Regions from separate parts of the Mus musculus genome. Here all the other regions are linked to region 3. A link is a contact called in public Hi-C and HiChIP or PLAC-seq data. All regions are on one chromosome and are shown on one strand. Each heading gives the region's core, a stretch centred on a gene start, on an enhancer-like site or on the middle of the called end of the contact. The rest is flanking DNA. Distances are from core to core; before and after follow the strand shown.

What was found. A called contact is a pair of places that touch in the nucleus more often than the background predicts. HiChIP or PLAC-seq counts read pairs in DNA pulled down with a chosen protein or histone mark.
Region 1: a contact with region 3 is called in an H3K27ac HiChIP or PLAC-seq map of hepatocytes, with 6 times the contacts expected there. The contact joins the enhancer-like site here to the promoter of Cenpu in region 3. A contact is called at or near these places in 9 of 39 promoter capture datasets (the 3T3-L1 cell line, the C10 cell line, hippocampal neurons and 4 more), 17 of 484 Hi-C or Micro-C datasets (the 63-12 cell line, B cells, the G1E-ER4 cell line and 7 more), 14 of 115 datasets of contacts at active chromatin or transcription factors (the 230-238 cell line, the NIH/3T3 cell line, bone marrow-derived macrophages and 6 more) and 3 of 9 other capture datasets (adipose tissue, liver and pancreatic islet).
Region 2: a contact with region 3 is called in a Hi-C map of Th1 cells, with 5 times the contacts expected there. The contact joins the enhancer-like site here to the promoter of Cenpu in region 3. A contact is called at or near these places in 2 of 39 promoter capture datasets (fetal liver and pre-B cells), 10 of 484 Hi-C or Micro-C datasets (B cells, the Ba/F3 cell line, CD4 T cells and 7 more), 4 of 115 datasets of contacts at active chromatin or transcription factors (bone marrow-derived macrophages, effector CD8 T cells, microglia and 1 more) and 3 of 9 other capture datasets (adipose tissue, liver and pancreatic islet).
Region 4: a contact with region 3 is called in an H3K4me3 HiChIP or PLAC-seq map of bone marrow-derived macrophages, with 2.5 times the contacts expected there. The contact joins the enhancer-like site here to the promoter of Cenpu in region 3. A contact is called at or near these places in 4 of 39 promoter capture datasets (the C10 cell line, hippocampal neurons, liver and 1 more), 2 of 15 datasets of contacts at CTCF or cohesin (embryonic stem cells and pro-B cells), 8 of 484 Hi-C or Micro-C datasets (the C2C12 cell line, the G1E-ER4 cell line, brown adipocytes and 4 more), 5 of 115 datasets of contacts at active chromatin or transcription factors (bone marrow-derived macrophages, embryonic stem cells, kidney and 1 more) and 4 of 9 other capture datasets (adipose tissue, embryonic stem cells, liver and 1 more).

The regions. Positions count from the first base shown.
Region 1 is chr8:46,330,615-46,333,885 of GRCm38.p6, reverse strand. No RefSeq gene overlaps it. Among named protein-coding and RNA genes, the nearest start is that of Gm39168, 31 kb to the right of the region's middle. Within about 2 kb of position 1,880, at least 19 of the 459 cell types and tissues checked have an H3K27ac peak or open chromatin away from gene starts, as enhancers often do. A contact at or near this core is called in the N1E-115 cell line, erythroblasts, hepatocytes and 1 more, where this site is marked.
Region 2 is chr8:46,754,629-46,757,550 of GRCm38.p6, reverse strand. The region is part of intron 1 of Irf2 (interferon regulatory factor 2); the gene reads right to left. Among named protein-coding and RNA genes, the nearest start is that of Irf2, 16 kb to the right of the region's middle. Within about 2 kb of position 1,395, at least 36 of the 459 cell types and tissues checked have an H3K27ac peak or open chromatin away from gene starts, as enhancers often do. A contact at or near this core is called in Th1 cells, effector CD8 T cells and pancreatic islet, where this site is marked.
Region 3 is chr8:46,550,569-46,553,872 of GRCm38.p6, reverse strand. It overlaps Cenpu (centromere protein U), which reads right to left and starts at 1,804. Exons shown (of 13, transcript NM_027973.4): 1 at 1,746-1,804. The coding sequence starts at 1,786.
Region 4 is chr8:46,393,927-46,396,898 of GRCm38.p6, reverse strand. No RefSeq gene overlaps it. Among named protein-coding and RNA genes, the nearest start is that of Gm30931, 32 kb to the right of the region's middle. Within about 2 kb of position 1,333, at least 42 of the 459 cell types and tissues checked have an H3K27ac peak or open chromatin away from gene starts, as enhancers often do. A contact at or near this core is called in bone marrow-derived macrophages, where this site is marked.

The sequences.
Region 1 (3,271 bases), core at 631-3,130, 220 kb after region 3:
TTTAAATATACAATGGATAGAAAGCCTACAGGAATTCCTTCTACAGCTTTTCTCGGGGTTTAAAATTGCCTCAAAATGAAAATTGAAGGGAATAGAGGGAGAGAGAGGGAGAGGGAGGGAAGGAGAGAGAGAAATAGTGACAGACACAGAGACACAAAGACAGAGTGAGCTTGCTTTACTAACTCATTAACATTACAACAGAACACATAATACAGGATAATAGCAATTAATTGTTTTTTTACTTTATTATTTTGAGGGAGTGGGTATTTTGCCTGCAAGTTTGTCCACCATATATATGCACTGTCACCAGAAGCAAAAAGAGGGTGTCCAATCCCCTGAGACTGGACTTTCAGACAGTTGTGAGCCACTGCATGTGGCTGCTGGGATTGAATGCTGGTCCTGTGGAAGAGTAACCAGTGCTCTTGCCTGATGAACCACTGTTCCAACCCCCACAGTAGCAAGGTTGTTTCTTTTTTTTTTTTAAGTTTACAAATAATCCCAAAAACAATACAACAAATTCAGCTTAGAGCTTTGGGAAGGAAGGAAGAGGATGGAGAAAGAGGAGGGTGTACAGAGGGGAACTAGAAATGGTTTCTGTCTACAGCTGTATCAAATGGGCCACATGAGACATGCTGATTAAGTGGCTAATTGTGAGAGCACTGTTCCTCATAGTACTCTGACGTGTTCTTGGCTTTGAGGTCTTTGATAAGGAAAGGGAAAGAATTTTGATGGCATACAAATTTCTGTCCACCAATGCGCAGAGACCAACAGCCCCCCAAAAAATATTAGAGACTTCAACTGACAACGTCAGCCAGCCTTTTCTAAAACCCTCTTTTGAGAATGTCAACTGTTAACAGCTCAACATGAAGGCTAAGTAGGTTCCAGCAAACATTGACAAAAGTGTGTGGGTTGGGTTTTCTTTCCCTTCCTTAATGACAGAATTGGCCCAGAGCAAAGCATTATGGACCCACCCAGTTGGCTTTTCTAACCAGCAGCCAGAGGAGGTGCCTCCTGATGAGTGACAGCTGGCAGTGTCCCTGGGGCAGGGCAGGTCCTGGGAACAAGGGAAAAGGTTATTACAGGTCAGGAAAGAGCAGGTGTGGAAACAGGGCCTGGCGTGAGCTTGGTCCCAGCAGGTACCAAGTATCAGAACTAAGAAAATGATCGCTGGAGCAAAAAGAACCATGTGTTTGCCTGGGGAGGGGGGGGGGTAGTGACATGGATTCTCTATTCCAATTTTGCTGCAAGGGCCTGAATCCAGGGCAGAAACACCACTGAGCTGCATCTTGCCAAAACGGGGCTTAGCCATCCGTGTCACTCTCCGCGTCAGCGTCTTGAGATGGGATGGCTCCAGATCCACCATCCCAGCTCAAGACCTTTGAGGATACATGAATCCAGTTACAGAACTCCATTTAGAAGACACAGGGAGATGTCCCCCAGTGACCCTAAATACTCTCAGTTCTGTTCCTGCCCATTGACAATAGTAGCCTGATGATGGGGTAAATGGTGGGACCTGGTTCTAGTCACTGTCCACTATTCTACCAGAAGAGTGGTCTGAGATGGGGTTCCCTTACGCCCTCCCCTTGAGTCTAAAACGAGCTCACTTCCTAGGCCTTCCCCTTGCAGCTTTACACAGAAAACCCATATGCCTGGGGTGTCTTTCTTTAGCTTGTCAACTCTCTAGGAGAGCCTCTGGTGGGAATTCCATCCCCAGGCCAATCTACCTCATCTCAAAATCAAGTTCAGATCATCATCTCTTCTCCCCTTTAGCAGTGTTCCTGTCTTGGATACAGATATTTCCTCAGGTACCAGGCTCAGTGCCGCCTGCCTCTCGTTGCCTCTGCATCCAGCTAGTGATGGAGCCCTGCCAATATTCCCCAGGCGTGTCCTCTTCATGACTGCTCGTCCCAGATAAAGCTGCAGGCCAACCACTCAGGGATGTAATGGTTATAAGGTTCACTGAACATCCTTTGTTCTTGGTCCTCGTGGGCACATGGCCTGGGAGCATACTAAAATAGAAAAACCAGGGCCAGAGAGAGGGCTCAGGAGTGAAGAACACCTCTAGCTCTTGCAGAGGACCAGGGTTCAGTTCCCAGCACCAATATGGTGGCCTATAACCATCCATAACTCTAGTTACAGGAAGTCCACTGTCTTCTTCTGATCTCCATGGACACCGGGCATGCATGTGATGCCCAATATATATGCAGGCCAAACACTCACACTTAAATAAATCCATCTGAAACAGAGAAACTTAGGTCTTGCCATCACACCACTGGGACAGAATCTCTGGAGGTGGGACTGGAGAATCTGACTCCAAATTTGAACCCTGGTACCTAAGCACATTCTAACAGGGTACTCCACCCCCCACCCCCGTGATAGTGGGTGATACCCAAATGGCACAGTGATAAAGTAGACCTTTTTTTTTTTTTTTTTTTTTTTACTTCAGAGACAAGTTTGACCACTTCTTGGTTGTGTAATAGATAATATGTCCCCTAAAAGCTCCAGTTCCCTTGTCAGTCAAACGGGAGTCAATGAGAGGATTAAATAGACACAGTCCACTGCTTAGACACTAGACACATGCTTTCTGACTTCACAGCGGTGGAAGCAAGATGCACATCCAGTTGGAAATACACATTGATTTTAAAATCAGAGCTCTCCATGAGGTAGCAAGATGTGGTCCAACCCTCCAAGATGCTGGGCAGCGACAGCAAGCCACATGGTTACAGAGGGACAACCAACACTACAGAGGACTGTGCTGTCCAGCTCTGATATTCAGCAGACTCGCCCTACTCCATGCACTTCTGATAGACAGTGTTTCTCTAGCTTCTGCTGGGCTTATTGGTGTGCAAGAAGGAAGCATCCATGAGGAAAGTCCCATGAATCATCTAGACCAGTGTAGGCACAACGTAAGGCCATGGTGCTCCAACTCAGTGCATAAGCCATGAGTGGACTTTTCAATTCAGAATACCGTTTTCTGTACACACACACACACACACACACACACACACACACACACACCTGTGTGCAAGTGTATGCAATTAGAGCTCACTAATTTGCTAAATGGACTGGCCAGTAAGTCCCAGGGGTCCCCCTGCCCCATTTTTCCAGAGTTGCTGCTGCAGCTGGCTTTTCAAATGAGTGGTGTGGCTCCATTCAAGCTCTCATGTTTGTGTAGTAAGCACTTTCTTAAAATACAGTTTTCACCCAGTCACATTCCTTACTCAAAACTGCAGTGCTCAATTCCAGAGAGTGGTACAGAGTCCCTTGGTCC
Region 2 (2,922 bases), core at 146-2,645, 200 kb before region 3:
GCCCTAGTTTGGTTCCTAGCGCCCACACTGTAGCCCACAACCATCTATAACTCCACTTCCTGGAGATCTGATGCCCACTCTGACCTGCATGGGCATGCAATGCACTTAGTACACAGAGACATACATGCAGGCTCATGAATAAAAATAAATTAATGTCCTTAAAAGGGGGGGGATGGAGTAATCAGAAGTTCTGAGACTTCTACTACCCCACCTTGTATTAGATGCAATCTTATGCATCGTTCCCATATTTACAGTCCACTGTAAATCATCTGCATTAACTTGCCAGGCTGTGTCGTTGAATAAAGTCAATTTTCCAAAAAGAATGAAGTAAAAATTTGAGCATAAATCTCAACTAACAATGAATTTACTGTGACACGTCTTCATCCACTATAGCTCTTGTAAGAATCAGTAAGATGTCCCTCATTCCGGGGCTGTGCTCGGCAGCACACACTTGGACAAGGAGGCCGAGGCAGTAAGATCACAACTTTGAGATGGATCTCAACTTCATCCTAAAACCCTGTCTCAGAAACAAGAGGTTCCACGGCCTATTGATGATTCATGACAAACATTCAATTGTCTCGATTTACTTAAGAGATCTGTTATTACAGCAATACATTTTTTCTGTCCACATAGTATAGTACTGAACCATTACAAAGAGGACGGTCCTAAGGCTGAGCTCACGGACTTCCCTCTGAGACAGCATGCAGATGCTGGGCCTACTGTATAAAGAGCACATCTGAAGTGAAACATCCTGCTCTATGGAGACGCTCCAAAAGACTGGGGATATTAAACAACTCCCGGGTCTCAGGAAGTCCCGGAAATGTAACGGATTCACAAGACCCCTTCCTCCCTACAACAGTAAGGACAGCTGAGGGAATTCTGCCTGGAGTACACCAGCTATAGGATAGGGTACAGTATGGTACTGCAGTATAGATGCTGGGAACTCCGAGGTTCCACTCCCAAGAGTCATTCCCAGGCTAGGATGGGACTTCAGTGCCTGCCTTTGAATACCCCATGCCCCTGCGAGTGAATACTGTGGTGAGTAACACCAATAAGACTTTGATTTACCATGAGGCACCGGCGATTGATTACCAGGAGCAGCCATGGCAAAGCAAGTGCCTTTTTAAATAAAGAAACAGTAAAACGTTACATTGAAACCTGCTTTGTGAGTTTACCTTTATCTGTGGGAAGGCTTCCAGCAAGGTAAACTGTCTCGGTGCCTGTCTTTTTCAGCAGGAGACCTAGACCCTCTAGGAAAGTGAGACCTGAGGTAATATGAAATGAACAGTCCGGGCAACTGCAGCAGCCTTAGTGGGAGGAGTTGTCTTGCTTTGATGCTGTTAAACTGATGTAGCTAGTGAGCCGTCAACACCATCAGAGATCTGAGACGGATAAACTGTAGCAGGAAGTATAATCCAAATGATCTATGTATCAATTAAAATGACAGAGACTTACCAGCTAGCTACCCTAGCCTCCCAGATGGTTTTGGTTTTGGTTTTGGTTTTTTGGTTTGTTTGGTTTTTGTTTTGCTTTTTTTGTTTTTTCTGGGGTTGAGGGTGGAGGAGGGTGGCAGGGGTTGGTCTACAGCTGCCACACAGGACAGCACAGGCCTGCTGCTGCCAAACCCAGAAGGTCAGAGATTTTCCTGTGGAAAAGGAACTTGAAAACAGTGACCTATATTGATGAGGCAAAACAGAGCAGTCAACGCAACAGGGTCCACAGGTTGGGCAGGACCCTGGCAGCGGGTGAGACATGAAGCAGTGGCTGATGTGACCACAACCCAAGTAGAGTTGACTGCACCCCATCATCTTTGGAGACCCTAGAACTGACACTAAGCGCTGGCCTTTCTGTCTATCAATCATGGGAAGTTTTTTACATTAAACATTTGAAATGCCATTTTCGGGAGATCTCTGAAGAGTTTGAAGACTGTTATCTATTAAGTCTAGCTGATTTTAAACAAACTTCATCTTTAGTTACTTGTTTTAGGCTTAGCCTTGCAAACCTAAAGAAGAAGCTAAAGAAAGCTTGTGACTGTAAATGAATGCCATTTGGACTCAGCATGACTGCAGGTGTGAATGTCAACTGGAACATTTATAAGGTGAGCACCGACTTGCATATCTTAATTATCTTTAAGCTTTTACAACAAGTTAGTCGCTTTTATAAAATTAGTACTTTAAAGCTTTATCCCTGTTAAGTCTGAGCCTTAAAATTTGAGTTGAAGATTTAATTGAAGATCCTTTAGCATCAAAATAAGTCCATGACTTCAGTTCACAGGGAAACTGGGAGCTTTCTTAGACCAAAAATAAAGTTCACAAAGAGACTGCACACCTTACTTTACTTGACTCTTTCATAGCACACCATTACAAAGTACCATAGTTTCTGGTATAATTCAGTTTATCCAAATATCTAAAGCTTAACAGAGTTAGCAAAGACAGAGGCTAGACATAGACCTTTAAGACAATTACCATTACTCCGAGTAGACTTTCAGAATTCATAAACCTTATTTATCAAACATGGATTGTTCTTTACCTACATGTTTTAGAAGTCTGGTGTAGATCAACAGACACCTCTAAGTCAGTTTCTGCTAACATGAATATACCTTTATAACCTTAGAATAAAGCATACTTTATTCAACAAAACCTCTTTTCCTTATCTAAAGTTTTATAGAATCCTGGTATAGAATAGTGATTAAAAGCATGAATGGCTAGGCACATATCTCTAAGAAAATCTTTATAACCTTGGGGATTTATCATAATACAGAAATCCATCCCATTCCAAGATTTTTTTTTTTTTTTTTTGGAGACCTGCCGGTGCCTCCTTAGTCTGAAGGAGATTCAGTGATAAGCAGAAATCTCATTAGGGCAGTGAAGTTTTATGAGTGTTGCCTTAGTTGGGTTATACCACACGGTCATCTTAATGGTG
Region 3 (3,304 bases), core at 555-3,054:
CAGGCAATAAACCACTGGGGAGCAGGGTTGGGGGGGACACCTATCACTTTGTTAACCATCTCAGTTGTGTGTATTAGGCTACAATAGAAAAGACTTATTGCCACCCACACTCCCAGCACAGAATACCGCAGTAATAATCCGAGGGGAGGGGGCTGGGACTCCCCACTTGTAGCCAACTCTCAGACCTGTACTGCCTTTGCTTTGGGATAACCGCAGACTGTGATTCTGAGCTCAGAAAGCTTAAGTGACTTCTGAATGGCACCTCGAAACAGAAGTAGGTGGGACAACCTGGAGGCATAAATTGCCTAGCCTGAACTCTTTTCCATCTGACTCTTTTTTTTTATGATTTGTTTATTTTATGTATAGGAGTACACTGTAGCTGTACAGATGGTTGTGAGCCTGAGCCTTCATGTGGTTGTTGGGAATTGAGCTTTTAGGACCTCTGCTCTGCTCGCTCCGGTCAACTCCACTTGCTCAGTCCCTGCTGGCTCTAGCCCAAAGATTTAGGTATTATTATACACAAGTACATTGTAGCTGTCTTCAGACCCACCAGAATAGGGTGTCAGATCTCATTACGGGTGATTGTGAGCCACCATGTGGTTGCTGGGATTTGAACTCAGGACCTTCAGAAGAGCAGTCAGTGCTTTTACCTGCTGAGCCATCTCACCAGCCCCTCTACCTGTTTCTTGTGTGTGCTCCAAAACCAGAGAAATTCCCTTCTAGCTGTGGGCTGGAGTCCTGGAGCAGTTTCCAAACTCTACAGAAACCTCTTTCTTTCCTAAAGGAAATCTCTACAGTAACCATTTTATATAATCTTTGCTGTATGCATCCGTGTGTTTTAGGAGTGATAATGAACAGATTTCATAAATTCCAAGCCTCAAGATGTTGAAACAACAAAAACCACTGGTTTGGCAGATCAAGTTCTAAGCTCCTTTCCCTTGCTCAAAGGTGGTGGTGGCTCACGCCTTTCATCTCAGCACTTGGGAGGCTGAGGCAGGTGATCTCTAAGTTTATGGCCAGCCTGGTCTACAAGAGTTGAGTTCCAGGACAGCCAGGGCCACACAGAAAAATTCTGTCTCGAAAAACCAAAAAAGGTAAAAGCACAAACCAGCATGCCCTGATAAGCTCCTTTGCCCTTTTTAAATCTTCCTTCCCACTGCTCACCGAATGTGGATTCCCCCACCATCTGTGTCCTGTGGTAGCTACAAGCATCATCTTCCATAGGTAATCCTCCCACGGAAGACTTCCTACGCAGAGGAGACCTTTCTATCCAAATCTCTACCAGGCTTTGGATGCGCGCCAGACACGCCCAGAATATCCTTCGCCAGGAGTTGGTGGCGCTAACCTTTCGGGCCGCTTACTAACTTCTTTTCAGATGCACACCTCTTATATAATGAAAAGATCCATGAAGCACTCTGAATGTCCTTTAGGTATTTAGGCAAGGCCAGCCCAAGCTCTAAACAAGCAGCTGCCTGGTCCCTCGCTAGAGATTTCGTTTGGCTTCCGTGTTTTCTATTACGAAAACAGCTGCGTCTTAGAAATAAAAAGCAATGTCGACAGACCAGAAATGATTACTGTTAAATATTTGCTTGTCACATGAAAGCGACGCTGGTGTCTGAGTTCCCCTACCACACAGCTTGACTCCTGGCTCTAGGATTCGGGGCTGTGGGAATTGAGGCCGGGTCAGCGAGTCTCTGGGACGGGTTGAGCCCATCCTGGGCGGATTTCGGGGCGGCAGCACTTACCCCGGGTTCCCCGAGTATCTCAAACTTCTCCTTGCAGCCATCCTACCGTTCCCAAAGGCAGGGACTCCAAACTCGCGCCTAGCCGGTCTTGCTCTGAACAGCCAATCAGAGCCTAGTCCTCGCTATGCTCCGCCTTTTCCGGGGCGGGGCCAGAGAGCGTCCTGGGCGAGAGCACGATGAAATCCAGGCCTGGAAAACACCCAACAGCGGAGCGGAGTCCAAAGCAACCGGCTTAGCTGCTGCAGGCTGTCTCTCCCGCTCTCGCTCCGTTCCGTAAATTTAGAACTCCCCGGCCTCGTGGGCGGGTAAATGACCCGGAGCTGGTGTGGGTGTGGGTGGACCCGAGCCAGCCGCCAGCGGATCCAAAACTCCAGTGCTTCCGGGCGGGCTGTTAGTTGATGGACTACTGTCAAATCCTTCGCATTGCTAAATGCAGATGCCGCTTTTAGCTCCCTGTAGCAGCTCACTGTTGAACGCGACACGTTATTTGTCCTCCCTTCCAGGTCCTTCGTAAAGCGGGAAGGTCCCTTCTGGATCCATACTCACGATTCTTTTGTTTTTACATTTTTCTTGTGGTACAAAAGAATGAAAAATTGATTTAAAGGGATCAAAGATATAAGAAGTAAAAAAAACGGCCAAACTCAGAAGAAAACTGAATCAAGACGTTGGACTTGGCAATGAATTTTTTTTTAAGATTTATGTGTATCGATGCAAAATGTTATATATTTATTATATATACGCATATGTATGTATATATACACACACACACACGCATATATATATACACATCCGTGGTCCCAGTGGAGGTCAGAGGAGGGCATCAGATACCCTGAAACTGGAGTTACAGATAGTTATGAGGCTGGGAAACTCTGAGGTCTTTGGCAAGAGGCTCCAAATGGCTGAGTCATCTCTCCAGCTCCAACAATGATTTCTTGATTAACCTAAAACACAGTGGTAATGAGAAAGGCCAGAAATGGGGGTGATGGGAGAGATAGATGGTTGTGTAAAAAAGGTGGATGTATTTAAACACTTAAAATGACTGGAATAAAAAGCTGAAATGTCCAATTTTATGTTATAAATTTTATCACAATAAAAATATGAATACAAGCTAGGCAGTGGTGGTGCTTGCCTTTAGTCCTAGAGGCAGAAGCAGGTAGCATGGCCTACAGAGTGAGTTCCAGGACAGCCAGGCCTACACAAAGAAACCCTGTCTCCAACAAAGGGTATTTAACACTGTAAAAATAAAACATAGACACCTATATTACTGAATCAGAACATAAAATGTAACAGTTCTCTCAGACTCTTCCATGAATGGCCCTTTTCACAAACCATACGGTTTTTTTTATTTGTCTTTAGCATTTTTATGCTTTTCAGCCTCGATATGCCTCTGTGTATAATCATTGTATATTTCTATCTCTATAAATAACGTTTGGTAGGTTTTCTGCAAGTATCCTAACCAAAGCCATAATTTTTAAAGTGTCCACATCTGCATGCAGCTGTAGTTCATTCATGCTGCCTTTGGAATTCATTAAGTAACTATTTGCATCGCTTTTATTCCT
Region 4 (2,972 bases), core at 84-2,583, 160 kb after region 3:
CCAGGATTGCAGTGGCAAATATCTCTCAGTGAAATTCTAAGAGTATTTCAGACACATCCATTGTAAATTTTCCTTAGATTGCTACTCACTAAGACTACATTAGATCTCAACTTCTTTAACAGCAAAACTTACCAATTGCAAGAAGGATATCACATACTTTCCCTCATATGCAGTATCTAGATGTGTACCATAGACATGAAAGCAGGTGTAAGGTTATGGGGACAATTGGGTTAAGGAGGGGGGACAAGAGAAGGTAAGAGGAGGTGGACATGAACAAAGTACTATGATACACATGTATGAAATGCCATTATGAACCTACTATTTTATATGCTAACTTAAAAACATTCATTATTAAAACCTGATGAGAGGGGCTGGAGAAATGGCTCAACAGTTAAGAGCACTGATTGTTCTTCCAGCACTGGGTTCAATTCCCAGCAACCACATGGTGGCTCACAACCATGTACAATGAGATCTGATGCCCTCTTCTGGTGTGTCTGAAGACAACGACAGTGTACTTACATAAATAAAATAAATAAATCTTAAAAAAAAAAAAGAAACTGAGGAGAGCTGGAGATGTAGCTCAGTGGACAAGTGCTTGCTAGTGTGGGCAAAACCTTGAGTTTGATCCTAGCACTGCAAAAATAATTTTTCAATGACTCCCATATTGAGGGAGTTCCACAGATACGACCAAGTAGATATTTGGAAAAAATTGTACATCTACCAAATATACAGGTATTTTCTTGTCCTTATTCTCTGAATAATAGTATGCAATGATTGTTTACAATAGCATGTAATGCACTATGAGATTGTATGTGTGTTATATTAGATATAATATATTATTTATATTATACATAATCTTGAGGTTATGTGGCATGTCCAGAAGGATGCTCCCAGATCATACACAGGTACTACACTATTTTATATGAAGGACATAGCATCTTAGAGAAGCCTGGAAAATAACCTTCATGAAAGCAAGAACAGTAATAATAAAAGCAGACCCAGATTCATCCTATTTGAGAAGTATTCCATGACTCCTTCTTTACCAAAGGCTTGCTTATGCATGTCTCTATGCTGGAAATCCGTCTGGGGGAAGATGCTTTTGAAATGGATATGTCCATGGGGAAGTTGCATCTAATCAAAGCAGAGAAGACTGTGGGAGCTAAAGGAACCTTGAGTGAATGTGTAGAGAGTGGATAAAGTCCTGAGTGAATGTGTATTGTTGACATGGGGACAGTGAAGTCAAGAACCCTAATTCTTCAGACCCATGGGAGAGGTAAGACACTTCCACTTTGAGTGTTTACAAATGACTGATCAGTGTGAGGAAAAAAAAAACACCCCAAACCCAAAACTAGGAACTGGTACTTCCTCTTCCTGGGTATTTACAGACTGCTGGTCTACAGAGATCTGCAGAGACCTACAGAAAGTGATGAACATTTCTGCCATCCCCACCCCTACCCTTGTGCTGTACATAGTGAACACACTGGGGTTCTGAGTCTTTAAATTGTTGGTGCCATTGTATCAGACTAAACACAGCCCACCTAATCACGGCTTTTCTGTCTCTGTGTCTGTGTGTCTTTCTTCATCCCCTCATCCCTTTGGTCAGGTTTCCAGACCCAAGCCTTACAAGTCTTGGCTGAACAGCCAAAAAATATAGAAACAATAGCAGCCAATATGTGTTATAATAAGCTCTCGCCCTAATGTGTATTAGTCAACGTGAGTTCACTCTAAAATACACAAAGTCCAAACTGTGTATGTTGGCTCCTGAAGGATGGGTAGTCCCTGCCAGGCAGGTGGCGAGTCGGGTCCCAGGTTGTCAACCATTTAGCTTCCATCCCCACCAGTCAGTTTCCTAGGCTACTGTGATTTTCCCAGAGTAAGCTGCTGCCTCTGTTGCAACAGTGGAAAATTTCACATGGTTCTCTCAGCTAGAACTTAGTCATATCAGCCATACCTAACTTCAAAGGAGGAGGCGGTGTTCTGGATGCAAAGGGGACAGGGATGTCAGCGCAGCAGTAGGAAGAGCATGCTGTTTGATCCCCGGAGGCATAGACACAAACAAAACATCAAAGAGTGACAGGATATTGAAAATAAACCAATCTGGTGCTCCTCAGTAAAAAGAAAACTGCTAAGGCTGGAGAGATGGCTCAGCAGTTAAGAGCACTGTCTGCTCTTCCAGAGGACCAGGGTTCTAGTCTCAGCACCCACATACCTGCTCACTACAATCTGTAACTTCAGTTCTAGGGCATCTGACCCCCTATCATGGCCTTCACCTACACCAAGGCATGCATGTGATGCACAGACTATGCACAGGAGGAACCCCCATGCATATAAAATTATAAGAAATGTTTTAAGAGAAAACCTTGAGTGCTCTAACATTCTTTTCTAGTGGCTCGGGCCCCTAGGGACCTCTCCTGAAGATCATTCTTGGTAAAAGGAAAGATCTGCGTAAAGGCTAAGGGACAGCGAACCTGAGTGCACAGTTGCTCCTGAAATGAGAGGTTCGTGTAGAAAAGTGAGGTGAGGGTTGGAAATATCATTAGCCTTGGGTTGTGGGGTAGTATTGAGTACCAGACCGAAGAGCCTTACCAACACTTTAGGTCAAGACCAAAGACTCTCCCTTTAGAGTTAAAATTGAGCAAAATCTTTTCAATACCAGACCTGCCTTTGTTGTCCTCTGGACATTATTCTAATTTGTTCTGGTTTGGACTTTTTAAAAAGCAGCTCCAAAGGTTGTTGGTTGAGGCTTCATCCCCAGCTGTTGGCGCTATTGAGAGGTGATTGGACCACGAAGACCTAACTTCATTAATAGATTTCTTCCTTGATGGATCCATAGCTGAATGGACTATTAGTAGGTGAAGCCCGGTTGGAGGAAGTAGGCCCCAGGAAGTGCCTTTGAAAGGTACATTGGATCCCTGAAGGTAGACCCCTTCCTGTCTTGCTGTACTTCCATCTTTTCGAGGTAAGCAACTCTG